2 separate regions of the Sus scrofa genome follow, and region 1 is linked to region 2. Evidence: chromatin contacts called from public HiChIP or PLAC-seq data. All regions are on one chromosome and are shown on one strand. Each heading gives the region's core, a stretch centred on a gene start, on an enhancer-like site or on the middle of the called end of the contact. The rest is flanking DNA. Distances are from core to core; before and after follow the strand shown.

Evidence for each region. HiChIP or PLAC-seq counts read pairs in DNA pulled down with a chosen protein or histone mark.
Region 1: an H3K27ac HiChIP or PLAC-seq map of alveolar macrophages shows a contact between it and region 2. The contact joins the promoter of DDIT4 here to the promoter of LOC106506033 in region 2. A contact is called at or near these places in 2 of 2 datasets of contacts at active chromatin or transcription factors (alveolar macrophages and skeletal muscle).

The regions. Positions count from the first base shown.
Region 1 is chr14:75,116,350-75,120,675 of Sscrofa11.1, reverse strand. It overlaps DDIT4 (DNA-damage-inducible transcript 4), which reads right to left and starts at 2,968. Exons shown (of 3, transcript NM_001243452.1): 1 at 2,819-2,968; 2 at 2,430-2,692; 3 at 769-2,146. The coding sequence starts at 2,631. The coding sequence ends at 1,653.
Region 2 is chr14:74,850,465-74,854,545 of Sscrofa11.1, reverse strand. It overlaps LOC106506033, which reads left to right and starts at 2,727. Exons shown (of 2, transcript XM_013983307.2): 1 at 2,727-3,167; 2 at 3,445-4,081. The coding sequence starts at 2,846. It overlaps CHST3 (carbohydrate sulfotransferase 3), which reads right to left and starts at 3,615. Exons shown (of 3, transcript XM_001928637.4): 1 at 3,347-3,615.

The DNA.
Region 1 (4,326 bases), core at 1,719-4,218, 270 kb before region 2:
GACTAGCCAACAGACCCAGGCAGGGAGGCGTGGGAAGGGCCTTGGCCTTCATCTGGCCCAACCCCAATTTCACTGATAAGGAAATTGGGGCCCAGAGAGCGCAGTGAGTCCAGGTCCCAGAGAACATTCATGAGACAGGCCCGCAGTCCCCTGGCTCTCTAAGCCCATGTTTGTGTTCTGCTCCAGCTTGAGAGGCCACACCTCCTCGCAGAGGCAGGTCATGCCCCCTCTCTGAGCCTTGGGTTCTTTGTCAAGTCAGAGGCTTGAACTGAGTCTTTGTCAAACTCCATTACCTAGTGCTCCTGCTCCCTAGTCTTTTCACATCCAGAGATACAATTTGTACATTTCATGAGTGTAGAACAAATAGGACTGTGCCTTTTTTCACAAAGAAAAAAAAGTCTCTTGCAGTCTTTCAAGTACCTAGAAGGACCTTGGACTCAGCGGTCCTTTGTACCTGGGCCTTCTAACCCAGAGCAGCCAGGTGAGCTCCCCCTACCCTGAGATTCTGGCTCAGTGGGAGGTCTGACTCACTCGTCACCTTCCAGGGCTTTCCGGCTCTTTCCCTGGGCCGCCTCAGCCAGCAGAACCAAGGGAGCCAGGGTTCTTGACACAGATGGCACTCAGTCTACACATCTCCATTACCAGGCTGGCAGGCAGCCCCCGAAAGGTACAGAGAAACACACAGGTGGATCAGCGTCTGAAGAAACCCACCTGTGCCAGCACCCTTGACCCTCCCTTTTATTTCTTGGCACTGAGAGCAGACAACTCTTTTAACAAACATTTTCTTTTTTATTAGAAAAGTACAAAATATTGCATAGGTCTTAATACTTGAACATCAAGTGTATTCATGAACAGCGAGTATCTTCATGTAAACAGTTCTAGATGGAAGACCCAGATGGTACTCCTCTGGGGGAGGGGTTCCAGCCCCCAGCCCAATCAGCCCCATCCCCTTACAGGGTGACCCTTCAGTCCACATCTGGGGATGGGCCAAACGCAGCTTCCAGGTGTATTTTTTTCTTCAAGTGTCAAAGATCCCCAAGTGATCCTAACACCCACCCCTTCCTACTCTTACATTCATGCGTCTGTAAGATAGCTGCCTGGAACAGGTCAGTAGTGAAGCTCTGATCAAAACAAACAAACAAACAAACAAAAGATACAAAAAACAAAGAACAGACATTTGGCCCCTTCGGACCATAAGATACACAAACCACCTCCATGACCTCCCCCCTCCCACCAGGGCTGGCTGCAGCGAGCACACATCCCCCCTTGCAGAGGCCAGTGCAGCCCAGCTGCTCTCCTGGCTCTGTCACACCACTGTTGACTTAACTGTCTTACTGTCAGTAACAATAAAAATAATAAGGTACATGCTACATAACACATCCAGCCAGAAGCCTGGTTGGCCCCTAAGCCTTTGTTTCATGCTACAGTACAGAGGGGCGGGGTGTGCCCCCAACTGGGAGCCACCCATACATGCCCCATTGAGCTTTCTAGGGAAACAGTAGGTTCCCCCCAGCTCAGCCTTCCTCCCCTCAGGTGGCTGTTGTCAGTTTTCTAACGACAGGCAACAGGCCCTCAGCTCCTGCCTGCCAACGTCCACCCCAAAAGTTCAACTGTCTCTGCCATGGGGGCAGTGTCGGCCCCCAGGCCCAAGTTCAACATTCTTCAATGAGCAGCTGCTCGGAGCTGTACAGCTTCTTCTTGATGACTCGGAAGCCAGTGCTCAGCGTCAGGGACTGGCTGAAGCCGGGGACGAAGGGAGAGTTGGCGGAGCTAAACAGCCCCTGGATCTTAGGCCAGAGGCGTGAGTCCAGGCGCAGCACGAGGGTCAGCTGGAAGGTGGGCACAAGGCTGGGGTCGAGGGCCAGCTGGCCCACGCTGTGGCAGCTCTTGCCCTGCTCTACGCAGACGTCCAGCAGCGCCCCCCGCAGGCCGCACGGCTCACTATAGGCCAGGCGCAGCAGTTCTTTGCCCACCTGGCTCACCAGCTGGCCGGGCATCAGCAGGCGCGCGGGGCGCCGCGAGCCCAGCCGCGCCTGGGCCAGGCTCTCCTGCAGCAGCTGCATCAGGCTGGCACACAGGTGCTCATCCTCAGGGTCGCTGAGCAGCTCGAAGTCAGGCAGGGACACCCCATCCAGGTATGCAGAGTCTGGAAGGGAAAGCACATAGGGAAGGAAGGTAAGAGCAGTTCCAAAAGGAGGAGGTGCTGTTTCGCTAAGAAAGCAGCACTCCTCTTGCCCCTCCGTGCCTCAGTTTCTGCCGCACACTCATCATACCCTATGCTTCAACCCCCTCCTCTGGCCTGTCCCCGCTCTGCGATCTGGATTCTGGTGGCCTACGAAGCCAAGGTGGCTTTGACTCTTTTCAGCGAGGTCCTTTCTCACCTTCCCCGCCCCTCGAGTCGCGTCCGGCCCTCGCCCGCGGCGGCTTACCTTCCTCCGGCCCAAAGCCACTGTTGCTGCTGTCCAAGGACTCGCAGTCCGAGCTCTCCAGGCTCGCGCAGCGACCGAGCCCTTCTTCCCGGGCCGCTGACCCCCAGGCTGAACGCGGAGGCTGATTTGGGGTGGGAGTTCGGGACAAGGACGAAGACGAAGAGGAGGAGGACGACGAGAAGCGATCCCAAAGGTTAGGCATGGTGAGGACGGACGCCAGGACGTTTGCAGATGAGCTCACCGGTGCTGGAGCGCAGAAGACGCTGTAAGACAAGAGCGACACGGGCCCGGCGTCAGTCTGAGGGGTGGACCAGACTCAGAGCGCTACGACCCCCGCGGCTGAGGCCTCCCTGCTCATCGATCCGCGCACACACAGAAGGGACACTCACCAGCTAGAGCAGTTAGCGAGAACTGCTCTGACGAGTGCGTACAGCCGCTTGACCGCTTGAATGGGTGCGCGAACTGGTGCCAACCCCCGAGCTCTGCCCAGACCTGTCCCTTCTCCTCAGCCTCACCTCCCCCTCGGCCTGCCTCGGTCCCTAGCACCAGCGCCGAGGGACCTATAAGGACTAGCGCGGGGAGGCCACACCCCTTCCGCGCCACGGCCCAATCCAGACCCGGGAGTGTGGCCCATCTCGGCCAATGGACTCCGGGCGCACGTTCGCAACGTTCTCTCCTGCCCGGTGACAGCCGCCTGGCCCCGCCTCCGTTGAGCCCCAGAAAGCTCTCGGCGGAACCCCCGAGCCACGGCCACGCCCCCTTTCTGGAAGGGATCCGCGGCGGCGGCGGCGGCGGCGGCGGCGGCGGCTGCAGCTGCCAAGGTCCCCGAGGGCGCTCGCGGCAGGGGAGGATCAAGGAAAGACTTGTTTATTATAGGGTCGTATTGCTGGGGGAGGGGTTAGGCCGCGGCCGCGCGGGGGAAGAGGCAGGGGAACTTGAGAGGGCAACAGGCAAGGAAAACGGTTGCCCTCAGCTTGTGGGAGCCTGCGAGCTATGGGTACAACTAGGAGCAGGGCTGGATGCCCGGGGGAGCAGACGTTAACCCAGCCCACTCTCGCGCAAGTACCCCACACTAACCTTCCTTACCAGGGGTCAGGATATGGGGGTGGGGCCCCAAAACAGCAGCTCAGAGCACTCTGCTCCCTTTCTGGGCGGCCGCACTTGCCTACTTGCCCGTTACTCTACAGACCCAGAGGATGGATTAATGAGGGGGGGCGGTGTCCATGCCCCCGATGTGAGCCTAGTTTCCTAACCGCGTCAGCGCCCACCCTCCAGCTGCCTTCAAAGACAGGGTTTGGGGAATGTGGTTGAAGGAATATTGATAGGCCCCAGTTCCTGGCGCTTGGTCCGGGAGCTGCGAACTGGGACCTACATCAGACGGACACACTGACCCACCCGCCGGCCCTACCGACCGACTGCGGTGCAGCAGTGCCTCCCCAGCCAGCTGCAGCTTAGAGGCCTCAGGCATCCGCCGGGTCCTAGCGCCCCTCTCTACCAAACGCTTTGTGTAAAAGACCTGGAGAGTTGCGTCAGGACCGAGGAGCTAGGTCTCCAGAAAAGCCCCGGAGTGCAATCGCCATCCCCTATTTCGTCATGCACACTGGGCCCCAAGAAATCAGGCCCGACGGCGGTGCTCAAAGAGTGACAGAGGTTGCTGACGGTGGGAAGAGGTTCGGACGGATTCGACCTTTATTTATTTAAAGGTTCATCAATCTGGGACACAGGATTCTGATGGAAGAGAGAACCCAGCTTACATCAGATGCTCCCTCCCGTCCCGGGGCGGGCCAGAGCCTAACCAGATCAGACTGGCAGGCCTCGCCTAGGGGCAGACTTGCGCGTGACCGAAGACACTTACAGGAGTAGTCGGGCCACTGCCACTCCCCCCCCCCATTAAAAT
Region 2 (4,081 bases), core at 1,478-3,977:
CCCAGACAGCAAATCCACGCTGCAGTGAAGTGGGGAGAGGACTCTAGTATATTTGGAGCTCAGCACTGCGAAGACTCTTGGCACTGGCTTGGGTGGGCTTGCTGTGGAAGGTGGGCAGGGGCCGGCTGGGCAGTGCTCATCTTCTGCTCCTAGTTGAAGGTTGCCAGCTTTCCCTATATTGTGAACCCACGTATCAGAGGCTCTTAGGGCAGAGATGGGGATAAGCAGAGCAGTGAGGACCCTGCCCCAACAGGGGTAACCTCCTCTCAGCCCTGGGGCCAGGGAGCTAGAAATACCAACAAGACAGAAAACACAGCTGTCCCTCAGTGCCTGCAGGCAGTCCTGAAGGCTGCATGGTTCACACTTCCTCCTTTGCTTCATGACCTTGGGCAGCCACTGGACCTCTCAGAGCCTCATTTCTTCATCTGTAAAGTGAGAACGATAACCACTCTCTTTCTGTGGGGCTTGTGTGAGAAAGCATGAACTGGGGACCACGTGACCTGCCTGGTTATCATTTGCCCTGGCTGCCCTGGCTCTGCTCTATCCACCTCTCCTGAGGACCTGACACTGCCACCGAGTCCAACTCTCTAGGCTTGTGGTCGGGGTGGGAAGGACAGCCGTGACATGGCCCTTGATATTCAGGTGAGAGCTGACTTCCCTGTGTAATAGATGTCTACCCTGACGAGAGCCAGAAGGGGAAAGAAACATCGTCATCCATTTGAGGATGTTTAATGGGCAGTCTCCCAAACTCAAACTTGTGACTTGTATGGTCACAAGTGGTAGCTTTGTCTCCATTTCTCAGATAGGCAGTGAATCATCTCTTACTGGAATTACTCCAACATCTCTCTCCAGTCACTCCCAAACCCTCATGGTTTCCTGACTCCAAATCCACATACAAGGCTCTAGCAGCCTGGTGCCACCCAGCCTTTGATTGCCATGGCCCATATGTAACCGTGGCAGGATAGAGTATGTATAAAAAGAGGACTGCAGTCAGGGGACCCAGGACCCAGTACGTGCATCAGTGTCACTTCCGTGTTGCTATGGAGAACTAGTTAAGGACCTTAGAGACAGCCGGGTATGGTGGAGGTGGTATGGGTTCCAGAGCCAGACCATCCAGGTTCAAATCCTAGCTTTGTCCCTTACCAGCCGTGTGGCCCTCAAAAAGTTACTTAGGGTGTTCCCATCGTGGCTCAGCGGAAACAAATCTGACTAGTATCAGTGAGGATGCAGGTTCGATGCCTGGCCTCGCTCAGTGGGTTAATGGATCCGGCGTTGCTGTGAGCTGTGGTGTAGATTGCAGATGTGGCTTAGATCCTGTGTTGCTGTGGCTGTGGTGTCGGCTGGCAGCTACAGCTCCCATTTGACCCCTAGCCTGGGAACTTCCATAGGCTGAGGGTGTGGCCCTAAAAAAAGCAAAAAAAAAAAAAAAAAGTTACTTAACTTTTTAAGCCTCAGTTTCCTAATCTGTAAAATGGTGATAAGATGCTAACATCATCGGGATGTAAGGCCTTAATGAGATAACGTAGAGCTCGTGATTCACAGAAGATGTAAGGTGGAAAGGTGATATTGGGAAGGGACTGGCTGCAGCGTTCAACCTGAAATTGGGGGTGGCCAAGCCCAGATCACTCTCATCTCGGGCCACAATCCTGGGTGCTGCCCACATATTTTGCTAATTCCAGCATTAAGACCATGGAGAAGCTTGAAATGCACCCCAAACCTAGTCACCAAGGGGCAGGGGTGGGGAATGACACATTTCTTTGTGGTTACATAGCCAAGTCACCCCCACATCCTTGCATGTTCCCAGTTCCATGCCAGTAGGGAATCATTCCCAGGATTGCTTGCAATCCCAGTTCCAGGAACATGAGATGTTTCCATTCCTCTGGGAAGCTCATGCCAGCTGGTGCAGAGGAACCCACCCAACACTCAGTACAGTGACCGCCCCTCCACCTGCTACCACCACAGAGCCAAGAGCCACTGCTGGAGGACACAGCTCCTAGACCCCTCACGAGTCCCATCTCCAGCCAGGCCAATAGGAACCAGGAAAGACACCGCACAGCACTCCCAGCTTAACCAGATGCAGAATGGAGACTTTCCTATTGTCCCTCTTAGGGAAGCAGAGGCCAATATTGAGACTCAAGTCCTCACTGCCAGCCTACAGGGCACAGTGGAAAAATGCTGCTTGGGCCAGACACATCAGGCAGGGCTCCCTGGTACCACTCAGGGCCCCTTCCTCTGCAGAAAGACCAATCCCAAACCAATGGAGGCCACCTGGCTTGGCTCATAGAGTGCCCTTAACATATATAAATTGTCAGAGTTGTTAGTTATCAAACTATTTATTGAGTACCCACAGTGTGCTCCGCAGTGTGTGAGATCCAGGACAACCCTTGAAACCCCCTGGAGCCCCAGGACACCAGGACATCTGAAAACAGACAACAACTTCAGGTGCAACTAAAATAAATAAGGCTTCATAATGACTCTGCTTTCTCCATGATCTTGGAGTCTTAAACATCCCCCACCCCGTTTTACTTATACACAGCCCAGGGCCGGAATCTCCTCAGCCCATCCTCTGGAAGTCCCTCTGAGGAAGCACATCCGCTAGGGGGAAGGGTCTGTGCTTCCCTCGCAGGCCCTGTCACTGTCACCACCCAGTTGTCCAGTACAGCATCGCCTGCCAGGCTTTTCTACTCTGCTCACAGACCCTAACACGCTGGGTCTGAGTTTATGAATCATTCCCTCCTCTCTCCCGGCCTCGCCTCCGGAAGGGCTGTGCACACCCAAACACATCACCCAGACACTGAGTTTCCACACCAAACTCGCTCCTGATGAACCCTGAGAGCCGAATGCAATGTCGGATTTCCCCTCCCCACCCTCGGCCTCGAGATCCGGCCACGAGTTTTCAAAGACGAGGCAGCCCTTCCCCTGCCAGACTCGCTTGGGGGACACCTCACTGGGGGGCTGCAGGGGCAGAGACAAAGACAGTAGATTCGTTTGCAGGCAGGAGGACATGCTTGGTCTAAAGATCCAAACGTCCGCACTCCCGGAATTGTGCATTTTGGGATGCCGCGTGTGTCTGGTCGGTGTGGCGTGCGTGCGCTGTGTCTGTGGCTCGAGAGGTGGTGAGCTGTGCATACCTGGCAGTTGTGAACCTGGGTGCAGTGGGTCTGGAGGTATGGGTGCCTGCGTGGAGTTTTCCTCCAGCCGGGAAATCCCTCTCCCACCCCCCCGTTTCGCCTCCACTTCCTCCAAAGTTTGGCGCGCGTGCCCGACCGGGGATAGTGGGGGTTCGCACGGCTGGGCCGCCTCCCGCTGGCCCGGAGGTGGTTCGGGATGCGGGCGCCCTACTTACTCCGCCACCGAGGCTCCTCCAGAGGGGGCGGTTCCGACTTTCCGAGGCTGGGGTCCGGCGCTGGCAGCATCCGCCCGCAACTTTGCTTCTCTCGGCAGAACGCGGCAAAAGCGGCTCCGAGGCTCCAGCTCCCTTGCGGCCTCTGCTCTGCGAGCCCCTTGCGGACCGCGGCGGGGAGGGATGGAGGCGCGGCCCGGCGGGTTCGCACGCCGGGCGGGAAGCGGCGCCAGGCGGGCGCCGTCCTGCGCAGCGAGAAAGCGGTCCTGCCTGGCGCCCTCCCCGTTCAGCCCCAGTCGGCAGTGGCCGGCAGCAGCGGCGGATTCCTGAACTGCGTCCAAGGCGTCCGGGTAGCACCCCTCCTCCTCTTTTTCTTCCTCACCCCACCCAGCTCCGACCCCTGCGCCCCCGGCAATTTGGGAACCTTTGGCGAAGTTGGCGCAGCTCAGGCCCACCAGGCCTCCCCGCAGGAGCAGGGGAGGAGAGGGAAGAACTGAGAGAGAGGGGGCCGTCCTCGCTCGGGCCCCCGGGGAGCCACGCTCTCCAGGACCCTTCTGTGGGCCTTTGTTCCCGGCGCTGCACCTCGGCCCGCCTCTCTCCGGGGACTCTGTTCAGGCCGCTGGGATCCCTACCCCCTTTCAGGCTGAGAAGAGCTCCAAGTCCTGGGGAGGCGGGGGCGTGGGTTGGAGGGGAAGTGGCCTGGAGATCTTCGCGGCTTCACCCTGCCAGAGCCCCTCA